Regions from separate parts of the Mus musculus genome. Here regions 2, 3, 4 and 5 are each linked to region 1. The links are chromatin contacts, called in public HiChIP or PLAC-seq and promoter capture Hi-C maps. All regions are on one chromosome and are shown on one strand. The core of a region is the stretch at or near the end of the contact, and the rest is flanking DNA. Distances in the headings are between cores, read along the strand shown. Region 1 holds the start of Tmem51 (transmembrane protein 51). Region 2 holds the start of Lrrc38 (leucine rich repeat containing 38). Region 3 overlaps Prdm2 (PR domain containing 2, with ZNF domain). Region 4 overlaps Prdm2 (PR domain containing 2, with ZNF domain). Region 5 overlaps Prdm2 (PR domain containing 2, with ZNF domain).

Region 1 (2,792 bases), core at 125-2,624:
GGTGGGAAGAGGTAAGAAAAAAGAAACACATTAAGGCAGAAGGTTGGACAGTGTGCGATGCGACTCTTTTAGTTTTCCTCTCAGCTCAGCTTTGGCTGTTAAGTCCTTGGTCTCTCCCCGCTTGGAAGAGACAGACCTGCCCAGCTAGATTAGATGCGGTGTAGGGGCAGGTCTAGAGCTGAATCCCGGCATGGAAAAGTACCAGTATTCCTTGCTTCCACCTCTGGGACTCTCTGAATGACCTGCCTCGAGTCTGTCAGGGTGAAATGCAAACTATAGGCCCGGGCTGTGCCGGGTGGAGAGGTTGAGGGAGAATGTTCAGGAGGCGAGGCGGGGCGGGGCGGGGGTGGGGTCACCCAGGCCGGGTTCAGAGTAAGGACGTGAAATGTTAGCAGTTACTCTTGCGCTCCGAACCTGTTTCCAAAAATGCCCTTTTCACTTCCCAAATCACAAGCCATTTCCCAATTAATCCCTTTCTATCAGTGCAAATAAGAAGTAGCAGTGTATAGAGTGTGATTGGACTCCGGAAGTATACAGCTCGGGAAGTATGTACCCAGGAATTCCAAGTGAACTTGGCTGCAGCCAAGCTGTGCGGTTTATCCAGAAAGCGGACTTTCAATCTCTCTCTCTCTCTCTCTCTCTCTCTCTCTCTCTCTCTCTCTCTCTCACACACACACACACACACACACACACACACACACACCAGTAGGAGGCGCCTTTTAACCCCAGCCGAATCCTCTGACACCCGGCTGCCCAGGGACTTCTCAAGCCTTGAACTTCAAAGAGCTGGCTGCGCACCCACGAAGCCACCCAGGTCGAGATTCAGAGCTGGCAGGGCACATAGATCTGTGCCTGGAGTCGTGGGGTTCCCAGGCAAACTTCCAGCCAGGTGAGGCGCCACTCAGTTCAGATCACCCTCCCCGGCTCCAGGCGGAGGGAGAAGCCAGCCTGTGATTCGCTGGAAAGTTTTCTGCCAAGCTGGGAACGCGCCCCTTACGGGAACACTCCCGAGCTAGACTAGGGCTCGAAGTGGCGATCCGGAGGGCGTCCGGGACACCAGAGAGTGGGAAGCTGACCGAAAGCGTGAGCTGAGAGGCTGGGAAAACTTCCCTTCCTTCCTCCTTCCCTCCTCCGCCCATCATTGGGCTTGGCTGCCTGGAGCCGCAGGAGCGGCGGCCTGCGCGCACAAGAAGGTGAGTTTACAGCCAGGTGAGGTCGCCGAACAGGGACTCCCAGCTCCCATTATCCCTCAAGTGCCCCAGTAGACAGCCATTCCCCAGCCTCAGAGTAGGAGGTCCGGGACCCTGCACTGCGTTGCAGGGCCAGGCCCTCCAGCCTGCTCCGCCCCAGGGTCCGGGTCCCCGCCTGGTGGCGTAGGGCGCAGGGTGGGCAGGTGGGCGGTGCCTCCTGCGGGCGCCCTCGGTCCCTCCCTCCTGCTCTCGCTGCTTTGGGCCGCGCTGGCTGATCGCCACAGAGGTCCCCGGGCTGCGCGCCCTCTCCACGCTGTGCTCCCCGGCTCCGGCTCCGCGGCCCGCGATTGCCTGGGGTGGGGGTGTCGCGAAACCCCCAGCCCCGGGCCTGCGGACAGAGACCAAGCGTGGCCCTTTGCCTTCGGGGTGAGTCTGCGTCCTCGCGCCGAAAAGAGCACGGTAGGGCCCGGGTTGGGTATCCGTGCGTCCGGGAGCATCATGTCGGACATGTTCCTCAGGGGACTCCACTCCGCCCCCCCCCCCCCCCCGCACCCTCTGTAGCCGCACCCGGCTGATGTGGAGTTCTCCCGCCTCCCCGCGTCGCTCTGGCTTTGGCCTCGAGGGCCCCCTGTTGGCGGGGACAGGTTCCATCCGCTTGTGCCTGGACAGAGCACCTGGGCACTTTTGAGAGGAAAGAACTTGGATAGGGCACTGAGCCGGCCGTGGGAGCCTCTGTCCTAGTAATGTAGGGGTGGACATTGTGTATTCTTACTTCCTTCTGACTGTTACCGGATTAAGAAGCAATCGAGGGGTGGAGAGCCAGCGGTCCTCCAGGGTCCTTAGTTTCTTCGCCTGTAAAATAGGAGTGACTATAGGAGCCCGAGGAGCCCTAGGCTGAGGCTAAGTATTCGCAGACCAATGACTGTAAATTAAGTTACAGGGTGCAGGGGAGAACAAAATACCGACGACATAGTAAGTTTGCTTGTAATTGATATGAATGTTGTGGGTGCATTTGAGGAGGGAACGCCAAGTTTGATTTGGCCACTTTGAGAATTTTTTTCTCACGCACAAGGTAGGAGCAGGAGACCTGTCAGTGGGGGACCCTGCAAGGTGGTGGGTTTCTCCTCTGATGATATATGTGACCCTGAGCCAGGTCCTTGGCCAATATGGAAACTTAGAGATGAAGTCAGGAGTGGAGTGAAGGGGCAGGACCTAGGCGAGTTAAGCAGGCTTGGGGGGGGGGGGTAGGGATCCCCACCTGTCCACTTCAGGGCTTCCTCTAGTTCCTCTAGCTTTTGTTTTGAAAGCAAACTTGAAGGTTGGCTTCTTAAGAGAAGGGTCAAGAGCTTTCCCACTGAGACCTGTCATTCAAAGGTCCTTGGGGGGAGTTACTCCTTTCCAAATATCTCCCTCAGAACCAGATCAAAGGTTCCCCCAACCCAGACAGAAAGAAAAGGGTGAGCAGAGAAAAAGAGACTGGTGGCCATTCTGTTGGTCATTGGGCATCACCCAAAGCCAGCCCTGTCTAATTGGGAAATCAAGGAAGTCAGCGGTAGATATGACAAGGGCTGTGTGATGATGGTGAGCCAAGTCACCTCACCC
Region 2 (2,792 bases), core at 182-2,681, 1.3 Mb before region 1:
GGAAATGGTATAGTGTCCCACACAACGAGGGGTTTCCTACTAGGAGGGACCAGTACATTGCTCACACCCACCTGTCCTGGGACCTAAAAGCTCCCAGAGAGGATGTGGACCATGATGATGGAGAAAAGGTGGGTAATAAGTGAAGAAAGAGAAACTTGAGAGAGTTCCGGGTGTGTTCTTTTAACACTCGTTGCCAACACATCTCAGACTTTCAGACAGCTGGTCTTATGGAGTTACACCACAGGGGTCCTCGTTCAGGGGACTTTCTGGTGAGCCCCAAAACGAGGCCTCACACATCCTGACCGTGCTGGATTCCTCCAGCGTTCCCTACCAGACCCAGCCTTGGCTTCCAGCCACCCTCTGGCTCACCTTTGGGCAATTTGGATGTGTTCTCCTGAATCCAGGAGAAGAGGTGAGCGAAGTCACAGTCACACAGCCAGGGGTTCCCGTCCAGGCGCACAGTGCGCAGTGCCGGCAGCGCATCCAAAGCCGCCACGTTGAGGCTGCGCAGGTTGTTGTCGTTGAGTTCCAGCACCTGCAAGGACTCCAGGCTCTCGAAGGCAGCCTCATGTACACCGGCCAGATGGTTGTTGGCCAGGCTCAGCTTGACCAGCCTCCCCGCCGAGCGGAAGGCGCCGGCCCCCAGCTGGGTGAGGTTGTTGTAGCTCAGGTCCAGAAAGGCCAGCTTGCCCGAGCCGCTGAACGTGCCCTCCTCCAGCGAGCGCAGCGAGTTGTTCCTGAAATCCAGATACACCAGATCTCCATGGAAGATGAAGAAGTCCTCGGGGATCTGCTGGATGCGGTTGCCGGCCACTAGCAGCTTGCGCACGTCCAGGGGGAAGGGATCGGGCACGCTGGGCAGCCCGCGATCGCGACAGTCCACGGTATGGGGGTCGGTGCAAGCACAGCCCGCGGGGCACGCGCGTCCCGGCCCGAGCAGCACCAAGAGGCTACCGAGCCCCAGCGCCGCAGCAGCGCCCGTGGGGTGGCGGGGGGCAACGCAGAGACTCATGGCCCGGGGGACTCCGGAGGACTCAGCTCGCAGCAAGGAGGACGCAGCGGGGCCCTGGCTCCGGGGCGCCGAGAGCCCCAGGGCAGCGGCGCAGGGCGGGGAGGCTGCGCCGGGGCGCGCGGGGGCGATGAGAGTGCGGCGGGGACAGAGCGACCCGGGGTGTCCGGGAGGCGGGGAGGGAGGAGGAAGATGAGAGGTGCTGGGCGCAGAATTTACCCGCACAGGAAACTGACCCTCTGGAACATTCAAAAGCACAGGTGGAGATCGTGGAGGGAGCCCAGAGCGACCCCACTCGGGCGGGGAAGTGGGACCTGTCGCACAGACCTGGCCAGCGGTGCTCAAGACTAAGTTCAGTGACGGATCCCTGGAGCGATTTCCATGGGGCGTGTCTGGGGCATGCGCCCAGAGCGCCACCCTCATCTCTGCCAAAGGGTCCCAGGTCACTCTAACTCGAAGTCCTGAACAAAGCCCGCAGGCTGTCAAGTCCCCGCCTGGGGCTGCGAAGTTGAGCTTTGGCTAGGCTCCAGGATGGTTGGGCTTCCCCTTCGACCCCCTCCTCCCACCTGCTTTTGCCCCACCTCCTGCAGGAGGAGGGTGTGAGCTAGGCGGGTGGCTGCCAAGGTCCCGCTGTGACTGGAAGGATAGCCAGGGCCAGTCAGCGTTTTCCATGCTGGTCCTGAGCTTGGAGATAGAACTGATTATCCTCCCAACACGAATCTTCTGTAGCTCTGAGCAAGGCCAAAGCAAGAGGTACTGGGGCAGTTTGGTGACCTGCAACCAGAGCCTCCAAGCGCCCCCTGAACTCCTGTGGAACCATCTGTGAAAAGGCAAGGGTGGGGACATCTCACCGCTCCCTTTGAGGACTGAAGAAGGCCAGAAGCTGTGTTTAGGAGTTACCAACCCTTCTTTCCCCATCAACCCTTCATTTTGATGGCCCAGGAAAGTGATCTGGTCAGAGAGATGCCAACGCTTAGAGCCCAGCTCCTCAGAGGTGAGGTTGGTCTTAGACAGTGATAGAATTCCTTCCCTGCCATTCCTCAAACCAACCCCGTATTCTACTCCTCTGCCGGGCTTTGAATGTTTGCTTTTTGGAAAAGCCCCTACACTGCTACAGGCAAATCGCCCTGCAGGTGGCTATTTTAATCCTAACACCCTGGAACCGAGAAGCTCAGCCCCTGGCCCAAAATAACCCACGGAACAGCTGTCAGTTACTGGCCCCCATTGACCCTGCCCCATCCCCTGGCACTGCTGGGGATTGGTGGAGCCAGCTATTCCGAAGCCTCAGAGCTAAGTCTGGGTATTTTTTTTCCCAGTTTGGAAGGGAGTTGGATGACCTCTTTTTCCAGTTTGGAAGCCAGTTGGTGCCTCTGAGCCAGGGATCAGGCAGTTGAGCCTTTGGGACAGAGCCAAAGGCCCAAGAACTTGCATGAGTTCCAGGAGGGGCTGGGTGTTGGGCCCCCTCAATCGCTCTTCCCTTGCACACACCCTGGCCACCAAGCTAGACCTACAGCCCCTGTCTTGTGTTCCGATTCTCACCAGGTCAACAGAATGTCTTGCAATTCCCAGTTTCCGGGGCTCTGCCTTTTGAAGAGGCAGTATAGGGTAAGAAAGGACTAGGGTGGGTGAAAGTACCTTAGCTACATTGATGTTGTTAAGGATGCAAGAAGGCAGCCAGAAAGAGCATGTGCCACCACTCTAAACTCTGCAAAAGCATCCTGAAAAGAATATTCTTGCTCTCTTTCAGCCTCAGGTTCTGTTCTGGGCTGGCAGAGCTGTAGGT
Region 3 (2,792 bases), core at 146-2,645, 1.1 Mb before region 1:
GTGGGCGTGTCCCAAGTTCCCCCTCCAGAGGTAGCTTGTTAGGCTCTCCCTCTGCAGCCATTTCTGGGGCTCCATACACCCCCAGAACATGAGTTCTTTGTTTTTCCTTCTCTCCCCTGTTTGTCACTCAGTACCCACTCACTTGCTGTCTCTCTCCTCCCAAGAGGGAGCATAGTTTGCTATGCAGGTGAGTCCTTGTTCCTCCTCACTGCCGTGCCTAGCTGGCAGTCGGAGTCACCTTTGCCCTCATGTTGTATTTTCTGTTTTTAGGTCATAGCTATCCTTTGTTTCCTCACTACTATTCCACACTAACCCAATACAGTTGCTCCTAGACTTACAATGTGATTACATCCTACTAAACTCAAGGTAAAGCCAACGCAATTACAACTTTTTTCTTTTGTATCTTAGACTATTGTGAATTAGAGATCATCTCTGTGATATTTTCCTGTTTCCTAGGTTATTTAGTGGCACAATGTAAATAGGCTCAAAGTAGCCTAGCTTAGATATGCTACAGTTTAATTCCATTTTGTATCTGTTGAGTTCTTAGCACAGTTGCCAAGCTCTTTGTTAAGTATATATATTCTCCTCTTATAAAAACAACCTATGAAATGCAGGCATTAGAATTCCCACTTTGTGATGGAAGACTTTAGGACCAAGAGATGGTCATTCCAGAGTGAAAAAAGGAGCTTTGCAGTCAGCAGCAGTCAGATGTATAAAGCCTCTCACTGTAGCAGCCCAGGTATACTCAGGTTTGCAGAAGTGGCAAACAGCTGCCCAGCTCAGTGGCTTAACACAGCCCCAGCTTATTCCCTGGTCTTTGCTGCACACTCTGGATTGTCGTGGTGCTGTCCTATTGTAGTTACACAGGAACAAGGGATCGTGGACTTTTGGTATGTGACATTAATTGGCCACACTCACGTTGGCATATGTCATTTAAAATTAATGTGGTGGTGGGGTGTGATCCCATCTGGTAGCAGAGAAAAACCAAAGTATTTGAGGACAGCTATGAGGATTTCCTGGGACTACCTTTATTACTAATTTCCTGAGTTACATAGTTTCCCCCCCTGGAATCTTTTCTGGCAGTATAGGAACTATAGTCACAACAGCTCTCTGTTCTAAGCAGTGGCCTGTGTTACTACTGCCATTAACCAGTAGCAGGGGAGTTTTGCTTTCTGTGCTAGTTTTAAAGACCAGTAAAACAAGGAAAGAAGCTTGTGAGCACCGTTGTAATCCATCTGCAGTTCTCGTAGCTCTGCTGTCCTGGGTGTTTATTTGTTCCCATGCACAGAACCCCTCCCAGCATGTCATGGACACTGCAGAGAACCACGTGGATGAGGCTCTGCAGTCTTGATGCTCAGAAAAGCAGGCAAGGCTGGTTCCAGAGGATAGTGAAAGTGCTGTGAAGCAGCGAGTCCCTGTGAGGAGGAGTGGCAGGGAGGGCTAGAGGAAGTGCTCTGTGTTACACAGCCACTGATCTCAGAACCAAGGTGGGACACAGCCAGAATCCAGGTGCACAACAATACAGGAAAGGAAGTAATGGGCAGACTGAAAGAAACACAGTGTGCAAAGGGCAGGGCCGTGCTTCATTATATTTTATTGCAAATGGGTAAAGTATAGACGTGGATTTGCTTATTTATATTTCTTCTCATGAAAAGCCAGTAAAATTTGCTTATTATGTATGAATATTCGTATATATGTTTGTTTTCTGGGTGTTTATTTATTTATTATTTTTTAATTTTGGCAAAAAGTTTCTCTACATAGCATTGGTTGTCCTAGAACTTACTATATAGACCAGACCAGTCTTGAACTCACAGAGATCCCTCTGCCTCTGCCTCCCAAGTGGTGGGATTAAAGATGTGTACCACCATACCCAGTCCTTATATTTTTAAAAATCAGAGCCATTAATCCATATTGCTTATGTGAAATAGTGAATGCAACCTTCTATAATAGCCATTTTACCAGTAGCAGCTGTCAGCTGGCAGAGAGTGTGAAGAGAGGGGCTGTGGTAGGGAAGGAGAGGCTGGTCCTGAGGCCACATGAAGCCAGGCAAAGAGGTACAAGGTCAGTTTCATGGGCCTTGTTAAAGATCGGAGGAGAGTTTGCTTGAGGGATGGGGGAGTTTGGGACAGTTCTGAGTATAGGAATGTTTGAATTGTGTTAATAAATATTAATTAAAATGATACATTCTGTTCTGTTATACTGATATTCCTGTTCTTTAAGTCTGATGACTTAAAGGTTCATTTTGCTTTAATGATTAATAAATATTTAGGATTATTAATTATGAGGTTAGCTAGATTTTCATGTGTTTGTAAGTTGGCCTTTCTATCTGTAAATAGAAAGTATTTAAAACTCTATCTTAGTTTCATACGTTTAAAAATATTTATTGTAGCCAGGCATGGTGGCGCACGCCTTTAATCCCAGCACTCGGGAGGCAGTGGCAGGTGGATCTCTGAGTTCGAGGCCAGCCTGGTCTACAAAGTGAGTTCCAGGACTGCCAGGGCTATACAGAGAAACCCTGTCTCAAAAAAAAAAAATATTGTTTGTATGTGTGTGCATGTGTCTGTATGTAGATGCCCTGGAGGCCTTGCAGCTGGAGCTACAGATGCTTCCGAGCCTCCTGCTGGGGACGCTGGCGTCCAGAGCCAGCTCCAGCCCGGTTTAGTGTTTGCTGCAAAGAGGTGTTAAATGAACATACTTGGGTTTTCTTTTCCTTTCTTTTTTAATACTATAGACACTGTGTTTATTCCAGTCGTGGTATTTTTACAGTTTGACACTGGTTCATGGTTTCTTTT
Region 4 (2,792 bases), core at 184-2,683, 1.1 Mb before region 1:
AGGGTTTCCTTTTTCTTTTTTTTTTTTTTTTTGGTTTTTCGAGACAGGGTTTCTCTTGTGTAGTCTTGGCTGTCCTGGAACTCACTCTGTAGACCAGGCTGGCCTTGAACTCAGAGATCCGCTTGCCTCTGCCTCCCAAGTGCTGGGATTAAAGGCATGCGCCACCACGCCCAGCGGAGTAGGGTTTCCTCAACCCTAACCTGAAGGTATCAGGAGTTGGGGAGAAAGGTCTGTCCTTTTGTTCAGTGCTTCTGGAGGTGACATGGGTCAGCCGCTGAACAAACACTTTACTATGAGTTACACCCTAACCATCAGAAGAAGGATTTAGGAGTGTTCGTAAGGGCTCCCCTTCCCTGCTCTCTGCCTGCTTATCTGTTTCATTTTGGTGTAAGGAATAAATGAGAGGATCAAGTTTGAGTCTTGGCTGTGATTTTCAGTGGCTTGTTTATTCTCCTAAATTGCCCATCTGCTATGCTTCCTCATTTTCAAAAGGGACTAATAGCATTTCATAGGGTCTGGAGGGGTTAACTTTTTAATTTTAATTTTTTAAAGACATGGTCTATGTAGCTCTGGCTGGTCTGGAACATATTATGTAGCCCAGGCTGGCTTTCAATTCACAGAGATCTGCCTGCCTCCACCTCCCAAATGCTGAGTGCTGGTATTAAAGGTGTGCACCACCAAGCCCAGCTGTTTTTTGTTGCTGTCATTGCTGCTGCTGCTGCTGTTTTTGTTTTTGTTTTTTATTTTGTTGTTGTTTTAAAGTGTAGAGCAACAGGAAAACCATGTTGTGGTTTCCCTGGGCATCCAGCAGACATCATGTAGATGTAGACCTTCAGGATAGCACTGCCTTTTCCCCCACCCCACCTCAGTGTAATGGTATTCCAGTGGAGGAAAGGCAGAAAGTTAACATAAGCAAAAGAAAAAAATGACTGAATTATTTCATTTTCTCAGAGAAAACTGTTATTTAGTTTTAAATTATTTTCTCTTCATATATTCTTCTATATTCTTACATTTTAGGTAAAAATAAATAGATCATTTTTATCAATGAGTGGTTTTACATAGTCAGCATTGTGTGATTTCGTGTGTGTATGGATGGGCACACTACAGAGTGAGATCCTTTCTCAGAAAACAAAACAGAAACTGAAACATGCCCCCCAAATGCAAACACATCTCTCTTAAATCCCCTGACATATTCATCTTCTATGGGACTTTTTTCTTTATATACATCATTGTGCCTTAGAAGATTCCTCACTTTCCATTGAGTTACAATGAAATATGCATAAATAAAGAGTTTACTCAACTGGAACATTGTTATTTTTGCAACGATTTGTTTTGACTTAAGAGCCAGGAAGTTCTAGCAGATGTTGTTACAGCAGACGTGTAGTCAAGGTGCCACCTTTGCCTTCTATTCCGTGGGTTTCCTGGCTTCCTACTGCTCTCTCTGTAGTCCCATTGATACCTGTCAGCACTGCTACTGTGTGGGGGGTGATCCAGTGAGACCCTGGTGTCTGCCAATATACATTAAAATTAAAAGAAAGAAAAAGACTATCTCTGAGGCCAGGGGCAAAGTAATACTAATACCTGTGTGAGTCAGTGAGCTAACCAGAGGCTTGATTACAACCTTCATGTGTCTGTCCTTCACTCCACTTTCAGCAAACGGGACAATCAGAGCTCTTAAACACTGGAAAGCAGCTTTTGTCATTTTGTGTACTATGTTTAACATTGAAGTTTGCAATGGCTTCAAACATACCATTTGAGGGGGTCCTTTGATTTGGAGAGAGAGGGAGGGGGAGAGAGGGAGAGAGACAGACTCGGTGTGTGTGTGTCTGTGTCTGTCTGTCTGTCTGTCTGTCTACTCCTGTAAGAGCTGAGGGAGGCTTGGTTGCTGGTGGGAAGAGAAGAAACCTCAGGGACCCAGACTTGCTCAGGAAGTCAGCATCCTAGCCATCAGCTGAGAGCAGGACCTTTGTTCTAAGGGAAAGTCACCTAATGACAGTGATGAAGGTGGTGGGAGAGAAAAGAAGGAGTAAATGGTAGGAGTCAAGGTGTGTGTGTGTGTGTGTGTGTGTGTGTGTGTGTGTGTGTGTGTGTGTGTGTGTGTGTGTGTGTGTGTGAGAGAGAGAGTCCTTTCTTCCTAAAAAGAATGCCTATTTGTAGTTCTGGTTCAATTTACTTAGGTGTTTTGCAGTCTGGTTTTGGGGTATAAACGTATCTGTATGCACATATTTTAAAATGACTGCATTATTCATAGAATTAAAATTAAGTTGTGGGACATTTATGCTCTGCTTGAAGAAGAATTACTGCCTCATCCGTTCAGTGAGAAAGAGGGAGTAAACTTCAGACTACTTGCAGAGTTCATGTTCTTTCAAATGAAGGCATGACCAGCTATGAGTTTGTTGGCAGCATCTCAGAGGAGGAGTTGAACAAGCATGAATGTTCCCGTGTCCTGGCTTTTCTGGTTTTGTTTTTGTTCTTTTGTTTTTTTCTGCATCCTAGAACTTTGCAAAGATGTTTGCTGAACCTTAGTTCTAACACATATGCTGGATGGAGTAGGTGTTAAGGGACAGTGAAGTTTAGAAAACAGTTATCACCTACATGATTGATTCACGTGTGTCCATTTTCTGACATCTCTGTAAATCATGCCAGAAAGAGACCACTGAACTGTGTCCTCAGCAGTACAGACCTGGATTGGACCAATAGAGTATCTTAGAAGGCATGTTGTTAAGTCACACTTGAGAGAATGTAGTGGTTACTTATTTCCATGCCCAGGGAACATTTGTAGATCAAGCAAG
Region 5 (2,792 bases), core at 198-2,697, 1.1 Mb before region 1:
TATTCAAAAGTACACTTTATAAAAGCAGAGAACAGGCTGGCTTACATGAAACGATCACTTGGTCTCTTCTAGCAGCTGGCAGCTCTGTTGCATATTCCTGACTGGAGCTGAGTGATCGAGGCCTGATGGTGGTAGGCAGTTCTTAGGTAGACTTAACTGGGCCCTCACCTCTTGACAGGTGTGGAGCCAGACGCAATGTGTTCCTGTGCTTGTGGCCTCAGACTTGTTAAGTCAGGCTGTGTGGCAGGCAAAGTGTATAGTGAGTCTTAACAGCGGTGTCTCCTGAAGCCCTAGCTGCCATCCATCTGAGAGATGCCTTCATCGAGCAGTGCATGTCCTGCCCACCTTTCCTGCTGTGGGCTGTGTCTATGCTCAGGATGGTTTCAGTTAAGCTTTTCACCAGGAGGGAGAAAACTTGTGTTACTTTTTCTGTTTACTTGAGCCATCACTGAGGGGCTCCAGATTTGGGCTAAATGTTGGAAACTGTTTCTGTGCCTTTGATTCTTAATTATGTGTAGCCTTGTTCACAGAAAAATTGTGTGGATTAGCCAGAATTTTATAAAATGTTCTTCACAAACATTTCTTTATGTTTGTGTGCTTGTGTCTGTGCCTGTGCACATGGCCAGAGGCAGAGTAGGGTAAAGATCATAACAATGTGGGTTCTGGGAATTAAACTCAGTTTGTCAGGCTTGGGAACAAGTACCTTTCTTTGTCTGCTGAGCCATCTCACTTGCCAGCCTAGAATCCTAATATAAAAAAACTATTTGAGACATCTGATGGAGTGTGTTAGGAACTCTTGACATGTGCTGCCGTGTATTCTGTCTAAAAGGGAATTGGAAGCTATGACTTGTCTAAACCAGAAAAAAAAGTTTGATTATAATTGCATTTTCTAGAAGACCCTTATAATGAGTTCAAATTAGTTTAGTTTTTTTAATCTGACTATAACTTGTATGTTAAAACCCTCAATTTTGTTGTTTCCTTAAATATATGAACACCAGGTTCTTTGCTTAAATAACTGATTTTTAAATTGGTTTAAAACTAGCTGTGCTTCTCTCCCCTAGGCAGTTTCGTATTCCAGTTCACAGATGGTGTTTAGATACGGGAACTTGGTGTTCCTGAGCGTGGAACCTAACAGAGGAGGGTGTAGTTTCATATTTGAAGTTGCCTCTAACGAAAGCAGGAGCCAGGTGTAGTAGTGCATGTCTTTAATCCCAGTATCTGGGAGACAGAGACTGAGTTTACATCTCTGAGTTTGAGGCCAACCTGGTCTATAAAGAGAGTTCTATCTAGGACAGCCAGGGCTACATAGAGAGACCATGTCTTAGTAAACAAATGAATGAATAAATAAAAATTAACTAGGAATTGATTGGATGGAAAGCTTGGTTGGTTAACTGGGGATTGACTGTTGATGGGCACTTTGAGTGAAGGCTGCATGCAGAGCTGAAAGCTGCAGTCCAGGTTAACAGCCTGGAGCTGTGTAGTTTGGATTCCCTATGTGTATTACATGCTGCCAGAGAGATCTGGAGTTTGGTCTTTAGTAGCATTAATAGTTTAGGGGAGCTTATATTACAGTACAGAAGCAAGAGCTTCCTCTAAGTGAAAAAGATACTGAAAGCACTTGTGCCCCCCATCCTCCCTCTCCCGCTCTGTGTAGCCCTGGCTGTCCTGGAGTTCTAGGCTAGCAGGAACCACATAGGGAGATCATCTTCAAAAACAAAATGTACTGTAGGATAAGCACAATGAAGAAATGAACTCCAGCACTCCTTAAGAAAACTCAGTTACCTTTGCAGTTAGTTCAGCCAGGCCTAACAGCACATGCCTATTGTCCAAGCACTTAGGAGGTGGAGGCAGATCAGAAATTTACAATCCAGTCTGGACTGCGTGAGAAGTCCATTAAGAGGAAGGCAATAAGAGAGAAAATAAAGAGGAAGAAGGGGTGCTGTGCCTGGGTCCAGACTGGGGAAACTGTTCCTAACAAGTCCACTCTCCTGCCTTTCCTACAGAATGAGTCAGGCAGCTAGGACGGGACCAGCTTCGTCAGCAAACCAAACCTTTGGAGATGCCACTTCAAAATAGTGCATTTGTGTTCCAAAAAGCCAAAATGAACCACGAGACACTACCCTTCACAAATTAATAATCTGACAAAACAAACAGAAAAACCAGAACACTTACCTACATCCTAAGGCAGGGAAGGAAAGAAGCAACCATCATTACTTCCTTCTACTACAGCCACAAAATGAATTAGAACTCCACTAAATCAGTTTCTAGATTTAATTTTTATATTAGATCCTGTTCAGGGTCCTTAATGTTTGGCCTAAGGAAACCTTAAAGTTCATGAACCAGTGCGGCAGTGACAAGGCCTCAGTGTGCTGCAGAGGAGGAGACTGCGCGCATCAGCACCTCTTCCTTGAACTAATCAGTAAGAGTAAAGCGGGCCAGGAAGTAGACAGGGCCGAGACAATACAAAGTAGTCAACAAATCCCACATCAGCAAACGTGTCTGCAGAAGTAAGCTGCAAGTATTTTGTAAACTGTTTACTTTTGGATACTCAAAAGAATGAACAACTTAATTTATAAGTTTCCCATTTGCTGTGATCACAGTGTACACTGCTAATGAGAAATTGTTTTTAATTCATTATATGCTTATGTCTGTGTGCATAGTGTTTTGTTTGTTTGGAGCACCGGACCTTGGACTCAGATCTAGGCTTAGACATGCTGAAGTACTTTACCATGCTGCTGGGGTACTGACTACATCATTACATCCTGACTTGGCCCACTGTAGAGTCTTTATCT

Evidence for each region. Promoter capture Hi-C pulls out the DNA fragments that hold promoters and counts their contacts. HiChIP or PLAC-seq counts read pairs in DNA pulled down with a chosen protein or histone mark.
Region 2: a contact with region 1 is called in a promoter capture Hi-C map of hippocampal neurons, with 5 times the contacts expected there. The contact joins the promoter of Lrrc38 here to the promoter of Tmem51 in region 1. A contact is called at or near these places in 4 of 39 promoter capture datasets (the 3T3-L1 cell line, the C10 cell line, hippocampal neurons and 1 more) and 3 of 115 datasets of contacts at active chromatin or transcription factors (embryonic stem cells, extraembryonic endoderm stem cells and neural tube).
Region 3: a contact with region 1 is called in a promoter capture Hi-C map of liver, with 3 times the contacts expected there. The contact joins the enhancer-like site here to the promoter of Tmem51 in region 1. A contact is called at or near these places in 4 of 39 promoter capture datasets (hippocampal neurons, liver and stem cell-derived epiblast-like cells) and 1 of 115 datasets of contacts at active chromatin or transcription factors (embryonic stem cells).
Region 4: a contact with region 1 is called in an H3K27ac HiChIP or PLAC-seq map of large pre-B cells, with 8 times the contacts expected there. The contact joins the enhancer-like site here to the promoter of Tmem51 in region 1. A contact is called at or near these places in 4 of 39 promoter capture datasets (hippocampal neurons, liver and stem cell-derived epiblast-like cells) and 4 of 115 datasets of contacts at active chromatin or transcription factors (astrocytes, fibro-adipogenic progenitors, large pre-B cells and 1 more).
Region 5: a contact with region 1 is called in a promoter capture Hi-C map of liver, with 2.8 times the contacts expected there. The contact joins the enhancer-like site here to the promoter of Tmem51 in region 1. A contact is called at or near these places in 5 of 39 promoter capture datasets (the 3T3-L1 cell line, the C10 cell line, embryonic stem cells and 2 more), 3 of 115 datasets of contacts at active chromatin or transcription factors (astrocytes, fibro-adipogenic progenitors and pro-B cells) and 1 of 9 other capture datasets (adipose tissue).

What each region holds. Positions count from the first base shown.
Region 1 is chr4:142,082,886-142,085,677 of GRCm38.p6, reverse strand. It overlaps Tmem51 (transmembrane protein 51), which reads left to right and starts at 1,374. Exons shown (of 3, transcript NM_145402.3): 1 at 1,374-1,616. Tmem51os1 (Tmem51 opposite strand 1) reads right to left here and starts at 1,380. Exons shown (of 5, transcript NR_027137.1): 1 at 704-1,380.
Region 2 is chr4:143,348,389-143,351,180 of GRCm38.p6, reverse strand. Lrrc38 (leucine rich repeat containing 38) reads right to left here and starts at 1,431. Exons shown (of 2, transcript NM_001162983.1): 1 at 370-1,431. The coding sequence starts at 1,012.
Region 3 is chr4:143,189,439-143,192,230 of GRCm38.p6, reverse strand. All of the region lies in intron 2 of Prdm2 (PR domain containing 2, with ZNF domain), which reads left to right. Among named protein-coding and RNA genes, the nearest start is that of Gm22039, 13 kb to the left of the region's middle. Within about 2 kb of position 1,395, at least 65 of the 459 cell types and tissues checked have an H3K27ac peak or open chromatin away from gene starts, as enhancers often do. A contact at or near this core is called in liver, where this site is marked.
Region 4 is chr4:143,170,417-143,173,208 of GRCm38.p6, reverse strand. The region is part of intron 4 of Prdm2 (PR domain containing 2, with ZNF domain); the gene reads left to right. Among named protein-coding and RNA genes, the nearest start is that of Gm22039, 32 kb to the left of the region's middle. Within about 2 kb of position 1,433, at least 19 of the 459 cell types and tissues checked have an H3K27ac peak or open chromatin away from gene starts, as enhancers often do. A contact at or near this core is called in pro-B cells, where this site is marked.
Region 5 is chr4:143,154,391-143,157,182 of GRCm38.p6, reverse strand. The region is part of intron 6 of Prdm2 (PR domain containing 2, with ZNF domain); the gene reads left to right. Among named protein-coding and RNA genes, the nearest start is that of Mir7021, 20 kb to the right of the region's middle. Within about 2 kb of position 1,447, at least 25 of the 459 cell types and tissues checked have an H3K27ac peak or open chromatin away from gene starts, as enhancers often do. A contact at or near this core is called in liver, where this site is marked.